Regions from separate parts of the Canis lupus genome. Here region 1 is linked to region 2. The links are chromatin contacts, called in public Hi-C maps. All regions are on one chromosome and are shown on one strand. Each heading gives the region's core, a stretch centred on a gene start, on an enhancer-like site or on the middle of the called end of the contact. The rest is flanking DNA. Distances are from core to core; before and after follow the strand shown.

Evidence for each region. Hi-C and Micro-C count contacts between places; a contact is called where the count stands out from the background.
Region 1: a contact with region 2 is called in a Hi-C map of skin fibroblasts, with 2.4 times the contacts expected there. The contact joins the promoter of TENT5A here to the enhancer-like site in region 2. A contact is called at or near these places in 2 of 9 Hi-C or Micro-C datasets (amygdala and skin fibroblasts).

What each region holds. Positions count from the first base shown.
Region 1 is chr12:42,486,901-42,491,777 of UU_Cfam_GSD_1.0, forward strand. It overlaps TENT5A (terminal nucleotidyltransferase 5A), which reads right to left and starts at 2,153. Exons shown (of 3, transcript XM_038554613.1): 1 at 2,132-2,153; 2 at 158-713. The coding sequence starts at 676.
Region 2 is chr12:41,247,368-41,252,089 of UU_Cfam_GSD_1.0, forward strand. The region is part of intron 3 of BCKDHB (2-oxoisovalerate dehydrogenase subunit beta, mitochondrial); the gene reads left to right. Among named protein-coding and RNA genes, the nearest start is that of BCKDHB, 33 kb to the left of the region's middle. Within about 2 kb of position 2,179, at least 2 of the 20 cell types and tissues checked have an H3K27ac peak or open chromatin away from gene starts, as enhancers often do.

The DNA of each region.
Region 1 (4,877 bases), core at 903-3,402, 1.2 Mb after region 2:
TCCGTTGACTCATTAAAACAATCAAAACCCAAATATAATAGGAGCACGCCCAAACCCGTCACGGCCGCAGGTCTGTGGCATCAAACGGGCGCCCCTCTGCCCGCCGCACCCCAGCCCGGCCCGGGCACGGCCCCAGGCCCATGTCGGGGGGCTTTACCTTGAGCGTGAGTGGCGTGATTTTCTCTTTGTTCACCCCTTCGGGCAAGAAGTCCAAGAGGCAGTCCAGCACGACGTCCTTCACAGTCTGAAACTCCTCTTCCCCGCGCAGGTCGGCGCAGAAGATGAGGTCCAGGTCCTTGTAACCCAGGCCGCTGTCCTGGTGCAGAACGTGGCTGGCGGCCGAGCCGTTGAGGCGCACGTCGCGGACGCCGATACGCTTCTCGGCCAGGCGCCGCCGCACCACCTTCACGATCAGGCTCGGCTGCAGCTCGAGCGTGGGGAAGTTGCCGCGCCCGTGGATCGGGATGGTCTCGCTCAGGATGCCGTCCAGCCGCTGCACTTGCTCCCAGTTCAGCACGTTGCAGTGCGCCGTGGGGCTTCCGCAATAGTCCAAGCAGTGCCCGCCGAAGTCGTCGTCGCCGCCGCCGCCGCCGCCGAAGTCGCCGCCCAGGGGGATGTAAGCGCCGCCGGCCAGCTCGTCTTCGGCCATGGCAAAGTACCCTTCGCCTTCCGCCATGAAGTGCCCTCCGAACACCAGCTGGCCCTGGTCAGTCCTAAAAGGCCAAAAGGGGGAAGGGGCGCGTTGAGGACGCGCGCGGCGGCTGACGGGGGCCCGCAGAGGGAAGAGCGCGCCCCCTCCCCGGCTCGGCCGCAGGCTCCAGGGCTCCCCGGGAGACCCTCCCGCCCCGGCCCCCCGCTGTGCCCAGCCGCGCCCCGCGCCCCGCGCCCCGCAGAGAAGCCCCCGCACCAAAAGTATCTCTGATGCATCTGGAAAGCGCAAGCGGGAATCCCGTCTGTGTCACCTGGAGGCGGCCGCCCCTTCGAGGAGCGCAGCGAGCGAGGAACCGCGAGGCGGCAACACTTCGAGGAGCCGCGAGTGCGCTCTCGGCAGCGGCGAGCGACTCAGTCCTTCCCAGACCTCGCCGCCTGCGCTGGCCGCTCCCGCCCCTCGCCCTCGCCCTCGCCCCCGCCCGCGCCCGCGCCCGCGCCGCTATCGCCTCAGCTGCGGTGGTCCCGGAGGTGGCGGCCCCAGGTGACGCCGCCGCCGCCGCCGCCGCACACGCTACTGTCTCTGGAGCTTTAGCAGTTGTGCGGGGGGAAATGTCTTCAGTACTTTTTTTATACCGGGCCTTTCGGCGCTTCCGGGGCCCGGGCGCCGCGCACTCGCCACACCCTCCTCATCTGCATAGGGCGCCGCCCCCGCCCGCCCGCCCGCCCGCCCCGCAGGCCGAGCCCCGCCGAGCGGTCCGAGCTGGGGGACGTCGGCCGCCGAGTGTGTGCGTGTGCGCGCGTGTGTTGGGACCAACGCTTGGTTTAGGGACGGTCTTCCGCGCGCCCAAGCCTCTTTTTTTTCCTTCCCCCCCGACCCCAACCAAAAGACACTTAAAATGCCTCAAGAGCCCTGAAAACTGAATCACGGCTGAAATCGCGCAACTGCAGAAAGTCGCCAGACATAAAATTCTCTCCGGGTGCCGCGCGTCGCTGCAGCTGGATGGGGCTCCGGGGGTTCCTGGGGAGCCCCTGCGTGAGACGGCCGTGTGGAGCGGGGCCGTTTTCTTAGGCAATCAAACCGACCTAAAGGTCCGCGAGTCCATGCAAATAAGTCTCCGCGACCGAGGGGGAAGAGCTTGCTGACTGTGTGTTTCGATTCTCGAAACGTCGGGAAGCGCCGGGGAGCTCCGGGGCGAGCCTGGGGAGACGCGGGGGCGGAGCCGCGAGCCTGCGTCCAACTCGTGCGCACGAGCGGCTCCGGGCGGCCGGGGAGCGCGGCGTCGGCCAGCGCGCGTCACCGAGCGGGCGCCCCCCCGCCCCCCCCCGCAGGTCGGGCGGGCGGGCGGGCGGCCAATGGGGGAGGACGGCGCGGCCCGGACTCACCGCGGCGCGTTCTCTCGCGGACTGAGGCAGCGAAGCGCGCGCGTCCCACACCAAGGTTTGCCTTTCCCAAGTGACTACAAATGCCGTGTGAAATTACCTAGCTTTCCGCGGCACGTGAAAGGACGAGGCTAAAGGATCAGCGTTTCTCCCCCACGTCCCCCAGCTTCAGTCACTTGGGCCGGGCGACAGGGGTGTCATGGGTACCCCGCACGCGCGCACGCGCTGCCGCTCGCCCCGCCGTGTTTCCCGGCCGTCCGTTCCGGCCTCACGCTGCTCTTCCCAGACCAACTCCCCTGAGGTAGGGCTGAGGGGAGCGCGCCGGGGAAGCTGAAGACGCTCCCCCAGGGCCTTTGCACAGCCCCCGCCGTCCAGCTCGGGAGGAAGAACAGTCCGCCCCGTGCGAATCGACGGAGCCGCGTCCTAGTTACCAGAGCGGCGAGCCCTCCGGGGGTGGAGGGTGGAGGGGCGAGTAGGGGGCGGGGAGAGGACGGTTACCCACGGAGCGTCCAGCTGTGTGGCAACGCCGCCCCCTGCCGGTGCCCTGCGGAGCCGCGTACCGAAGTGGAGAAACCGACCCGACCTTGGAGGGAAGCCCTTGCCCCTCAGCGCCCGGCCTAGCACGGGTGGGGGTGGGGCGACCACACAGTTCTCACAGGCCCGCCGCCCCGCCAGAAGCGCGTATTCCTCCCTGTCCCCACAGGAGTCCCGCATTCTGTCCAGGCATTCAGGATAATTACGTACGTGTATATGTACGGTTTGACCACCTCTTACGTTCCAGGCACCCAGGCTAAGTGCTGAGGATATAAGGACGGCTGCATCTCACACAGTTTAAGCGGGCATGAGAAGCAAGTACGCACTTACGGTTCAGCCTTACCTGTGTGATGAAAGGAGTATCTGTGGTGAGCTAACTAGGATCAGGGAAACTGGGAGGAAAAAAAAACATCATAAACTAGAAGGGAGGTGTCGTTTGAATTGAATCTTTTTTTTTTTCAATATTTTTTTCTTTATTTATTTATGATGGTCACACAGAGAGAGAGGCAGAGACACAAGCAGGCTCCATGCACCGGGAGCCCGACGTGGGATTCGATCCCGGGTCTCCAGGATCGCGCCCTGGGCCAAAGGCAGGCACTAAACCGCTGTGTCACCCAGGGACCCCTGAATTGAATCTTTAAAAGTGGACTTTACTTTCGTAGTTGAGTAAGAAGGAGGCAGGCATTGTCAACATAGGGAATAGAGAATGTTTGAGAAAGGATGTCTAGACTGCCATGGAAAGAAATAAGACTGGTAGTGCATTGGGATAAGGTTTGTGGGGGTTGGAGAAACTTGCTGAGCACCTCTGGGCTCTCCTCAGTGCTTTACACTTAAAACTTCATTTAATGATCTTCTGCTTAAGAAGTAGGTATTCTAGGTCAGAGGAATTCACAGAAAAAAACTGCTAGGTAGAGACTTGCCCAAGGTTCATGGCCAGTAAGAAATGGGGCCAGACCTTGAACTTAGCCCATTTGACTGCTGTTTAGCCATCATTTTTAGGAACGGGATTATCCGCAGTTTACGGATAAATAAAGACAAGTACAAATGGCAAAAAATATTTAAAAGAAGAAAAGACCTGTTAAAAATGTTTCTTTCAAAGGCCAGTGTGAATTCTGACCTTTCTAAAAATAAGGTCAAAGAGGTAAATAGGTGATGCATTAGGTACACTACACCAAAGAGAGCAAGGGTTTAGCTCTGCTGCTATTGTTTTGAACTTTATTTTAACCCTTCCTCTAAAACGTGAAGGGCGGGAAAAGGAAGTTTCAGAGCTGAGAGCACCTGTACTTCATGCATGCCCAGGATTTTGTTCTGTGGGGCTAAGGGAATCTGCATTTTACCAAGTTGCCCATGTAGTTCTGACGCAAGGGCTCAGCACTTTGCACTGCATTGACAAAAGCCGCATTGGCCCAGTCCTCTAGGCGGGGACCCTATTCCCAAGCAGAGGCTGCTCATCACTGCTGGCAGCTCCCATGGCCTCTCCCAAAAGTAGAGGTAATGGCTGAGAGGCAGAAGTAGAGCATGAGGCCAGACATGAAAGACATGTTATGCATAAGACCCTGCACCAGGAATTCTAGCAGCAGTGGGCAAGAGCCCTTCTCTTAAACTGCCAGGGCTTTGTGGCTGACACTTCCTTAAACCTTTATCAAAGCGTTTCCCCCTCCCCAACTGGGTTCCGCCCATCACAGCAAATTTCCATATCTCCATAATCCAGACCCTGCTACCTCCTGCACTAGGACATCTGGGCTGTCTTGCTTTTGGCAGTACCTTGGTGATGCTTTGACTGGATTCATATGTGTCTGATTCATAGTGGCCATTTGATATGTACTGTTGAACGAAAGCATCTGTTGGTCTTTGTTTCTCTTCACCCTGTCCTCAAACTGAGATAATATTTACATTCTGAGGGGAAAATGTTCATCCTTCCATGAAATTGCAAATTTTGCAATTGCAAGCATTTATTTTTTTCTAGATAGCCAAAATAATTATCAAATGAGAAAATCTATACTTTCACAACCTAGATATCTTTCGACATAGTTACTCTTAGTTTAAATTTAGGTTCAAATTTGTTTTTTTTTTCTCTCTCTTCAGCTTCTGAACTTATTTGGTACATAATTTACTTTTCTCCATTTAAAAAGAAAAAGAAGACACCTGGGTGACTCAATTAAGTGGCTGACTCTTGATTTTGGCTCAGGTCATGATCTCAGGGTCCTGGATCGGCTCTGTGCTCAGTGTGGAGTCTGCTTGAAGATTCTCTCTCTCTCTCTTCCTCTGTCTCTCTCCCTATACGTGCTCTTTCTCAAACAAATAAGTCTTTA
Region 2 (4,722 bases), core at 929-3,428:
TAGCAACTTTGTCATCTTCTTGTGTTGGAAGTCTTTTTTTTAACTTCCTAGTTTTTGGTTGCCCTGGATATTTCAGTAAGCTGAATACTATCCTTATTGCAAGATGTCCCTTTTCTGTTATGCTGTTATGGCAAGCTTGGTAAGCATTACTGGGATGACGTGTGTGTGTATGTGTATATACACGAATTCACACATTTTACCTGAGATTAATATGGTGGCCAACTCTCCCCCCGCCCCCCCCCCCCCCCCCCCCACACACAAGAGATATTAGTTGGATGAACTAATATCGGAGTCAGTAGCCTGATTGATAATCTGAACCAGTTATTATCTGCCTTTTGATAAATCCCATTGATGTTTTCTGATTCTGCTTTCATTTACTCATTGGAGTGTGAATTAGAAAAGTGTGGCCTATTAAGTAATTGGATTATAGAAGTGATGTAGGATTTGTTGGTTATAATCCATTTTACAGGAAGAAACATCTAGAACTACCATAAGGAATTGTAATGCTATAAATTATAAAAATTATAAAACAGTTCAGATTTAGAGTAGAATGATATAATTGAATTTTTAAAACTAGGGGCACTTGGGTGGCTCAGTGGCTGAGTCTTTTGGCTCAGGTCGTGATCCCGAGGTCCTGGGATTGAGTCCTTCCTTGGGCTCTGTGTGGGGAACCTGCTTCTCCTTCTGCCTGCATGTCTGCCTCTCTCTCTGTCTCTCATGAATAAATAAACAAAAACAACTTTTTTTTTTTTTTTTTTTTGGCTGAGCATCAATCATTTGGGACCTTTAAACTGTGTTACTTTGGTGACCATACTAAGGATCATAATTATGATATCTGTGTTTAATTCTGCCTGTATATGTACACTGAATTAGCTTTCTATAACAGTGAGACTCACAGATATTTTTAAAAGAGCTGATAGCGAATATTTATTTTCTGGTTTAAACTAGTTCTTGATTCTCTTGAGCTTTATTTTATTAATAGCTCTTGAATTTGGACTTAGAATTGGTTTAATGTCAACTTTCTCCTGTTTACAAAGGGGAAAGCTCATTTATTTTTCATGCTTCTTTGTCATGTTGTTCCCTTTGCTTCCGAGAAAAGGGCACCAGCCTATTTAGATAGGGAAGTTTAGGCTATTTATAAAGCGAGGCAGGTTAATTGAAATTGACAGCTTGGTAATGTCCTTCTTGGTGAATGACGCACATGGGTTTTAGATGATGTTGGCATAGTGTTTTCACTTATAGTCAGGAATCAGCTGGAGGAATTTGTGGGCTTTGAGCTTCAGTGTTGACGTAGGTACTGGGGACAGATATGTTTTAGGAAACATCTCATTTCCATATAAATGAAGGAAGACTAAAAAAAATTTAGATGGCTTGCTCTTAAATTCCAGCTGTTATCACAAGGATGACGAAAATATTTCTTTTGATTTTCTGGAAAAACAGTTTTGGTTGTATTCAAGTAAAGTGAAATTATTACGGGTTTATTCAGAAATGCTTCTTGTATTCATTTTTGGGGAATCTTTTTTTTTTTCCAACATCAGCTATGTGTACATATGTTTGAAAAATTATATTTTTTGTGTGCATTTTATTAAACTTCAGATTTAATCTCTTAAATTTAGATAGCTTCACTTAAATTTGTAGTCATGTCAATAACTTAGTCAATTTGATTTTAATAAAAAGTAGAGGAGCTGCAGTGTTATCTTTCTTACATGATGAAACTGGGTTTTGGGTTTTTGTTGTTTTTAGACTCAGAATATCAGTTTGGCAGAAATGGGTTTTTGTGGGTTTTCTTTCCAGGTGTCACTTAAAGGAGAGTCTAATGTGAGCCTAAATTGTGTAATAGTCATATTTCCTAGAACCCAAACATTCAGATTACATTTATTTAAATTCAGTTTCATTGAAGATAAGATGATTTCATAAGTGGGAATTTTATCTTCTGAAATCACATTGATCATGCTCAGAAACAAAACTTAGTTTATATGCAAGTCTCAAAACACCAGTGGTTGATTTATTACTAGTTTAATAATACATCTTTGGTGGGCCCATTGCCCTTGTGAAAGCCAGCACTGGGTAGTTCCTGAAGACATGTGGGGCTCTGAGAATGCCGAGTTGGTTCTGTGCTGCTGTGGTTATGCTGTTACCTGTGTGGATTGTCATGTCCTAGGGTCATACTCAGATGTACAGTGAAAGCACACAGCACTTAGTTCAGGTACCCAGACATTGGTTTGCTCAGGTATGCTTGAAGGGAGTAGTGTAGGAGCCAGTGCTTCCAAGGGGATGCTTGTTTAAATAGGACCGTGCCTACTGGGATCAACTGGCCCTTATTTCCAAATGGTACATTGGAAGGCTTTGGGCTCCCTTGGATTAATCCTTGGCCTGTAGTTGTCTCCAGGCCTCTGCAGATGCATAGCAACAGCAGCAGCATTCATTCCTCAATTGCTTTTGAGTGGCTTTTGATCCTCACTCTTTATTCTCACCTCTAGGTTATTTCTTGCAGGTTAACAGAGGCCAGGCCTCTGTTGATAGCTCTGCTCTGCTCAGTGCTGACCCTTAACATCTTTGGATGAAGGTACATGCAGGCCTCCTGTACCTATCCCTGATTGCATCTTATTTTTATGTTATTTCCTTGTATCATAGTTATTTCTCTTTGACTTATGTCCTTACCACATAAGGTTTTTGAGTGTTTAAACAGTTATAGTTGTTTAAATGATATCTCATTATCCCTGCATTTGTAGCATCTGACTACAGTGCCTCGTATATGATCAAGCACATATTTTGTGGAAATACTGCATTAGGTAGAAACAAATCCTATCAAGGTGTTTTTTTTCTTTTTTTTTGTGGGGTCAGAATTAAAGCCTCTGATGGTGGTGTTAAAGGATTTGGGAGGCTGTGGTGTTCTCCCTTCCTACCCCTGTCCAATAAGCCTAGGAGGGCATACTGGAGATATCATACTCTCTTATTCTTCCTCAGTTTGGTCCATCTCTTAGGATACAACTGATTCATTAAAGATCTTATCTAAATGGTGGCACTGGGCACTTTGTTCATCTTAAAATTTATTCTGATGTTCCCTATTTCTAGTAGTCTCTAATCTGGTAATTGCTAATAGTAATTGAATTTCTTTGCAAACAAAAGAAGATCCAATTTTCAAGTACCAAAGTCATTTTTACTTTTCCCTTTAAGATTTCTTTGTTTTTCATTAAAAAGCAAAAATCTCTTTAAAGTTGATGCATGCCTTCAGGAGCATAGCAAGCAGGAAATGTTGAATGCAATTAAAATTTTTTTAAAAAGTAACTCTTATCATAATTAAGATCATTTGAACAATGTAGTTGATACAGTCAGTTGGATATGTGGTTGAATTTGAACTGATATGAGGACTTTCTCTAATATTTCCGTGGTATGTATTTAATTCTTCCCTTCCCCCTTCCCCCTTTTCTCTAAGAATGGAGAGTGTAAGAATGACCTGACGCTTTATTTAACATCTTAGTTTTGTGCACAGTTTGGAGATTTTATACCATTTCTAGATAGAAGCATGTATATATGTATACAGAGTAATAGTGCTATCTTGCTATGCAATTACTGACTCAAAGTTTGGAGCAGCCCTTTTAAAAGGTCTTAAATTCTCAGTTGTTTTCTTGATAATTTTTAAATTGCTGTTTTCTCTTGAAGGTGTTTTTTCTTTTACTTCATTGTTAGAAATTGGGTCAATGTAACGTAAGGTTTAACCCAGCTCTCTTACTTGCTTTAGCATTTTGGAGAAACATTGGAGGGAATTTTAGGAATTGCCCGTAAAGACTTACTGCTTTCAGATGAAATATTCAGGACTATTTTGCATCTGTGGCTGTCATGTCAGATAATTAAGGTCTAATTTCATATATTTTAGCATTTGAGTTGAGTAGTGGAGCCAATTTAGGAAAGACATTTCTCTAACAGAATGGCGTGAGCCTTTGAGTACCAAGGCTGCCAGTTCCTGACTGTTGTTGTCCTTGGGCAAATCACATAAATCAAGGCTCAGTTTTCTTATTTGAAGAATGTGGGGCTGGGGGGCAGATATTAAAAAACAAACAAACAAACAAAAAAACAAAACCTTTGGTTACCAGTGATGGTTTTAAGCAATTGCCACACTTGTCATGTGTAATTTATTTTAAAAATACTTTTTCAATTTATTTTCAAGTAGTTTTTTTTTTTTTTTCTAAAATTGAACAGTAGAGTTAATTATTTGCTCTTTTCCTAGAATATTGTTTTTCTAGCTGCTGTTAGCTAACTATGTGTCTGTGGATATTCTGGGAGTTTTCCTATTTTCAGTGAGATTTAACATTTGAGGGGGTTTAATATCAGTGATAATCATTTAAAAAAAACAGGTTTTGGGTCATCCAGACACCTGCCATATAACCAAGTGTTTAAGGGTTAGCTACTTCACAGTGTCTGAAGTGTATGAAGCTTTCACTTGAGATTCAAATAATACACAGTGATAGGAGCATCCCTGCATGCCATCCCTGAAGGATCCAGATTATCCTGTGTTACAGCAACAGTGTAGTGATAATATAATCAAGTTACAGTCAGAAAAATTTCACAGATTGCATTTCTTAATATAGCACCTTTCAACAGTTCTCTAGCAATAAGTTTATCAGTAATTACATACTGAAGAACTTTCTTAACCTGCTTCCAGCAATAATTGAATAGCTACACATTTAATGCAGATTTTGATATGGTTGTGATACCAGCTTT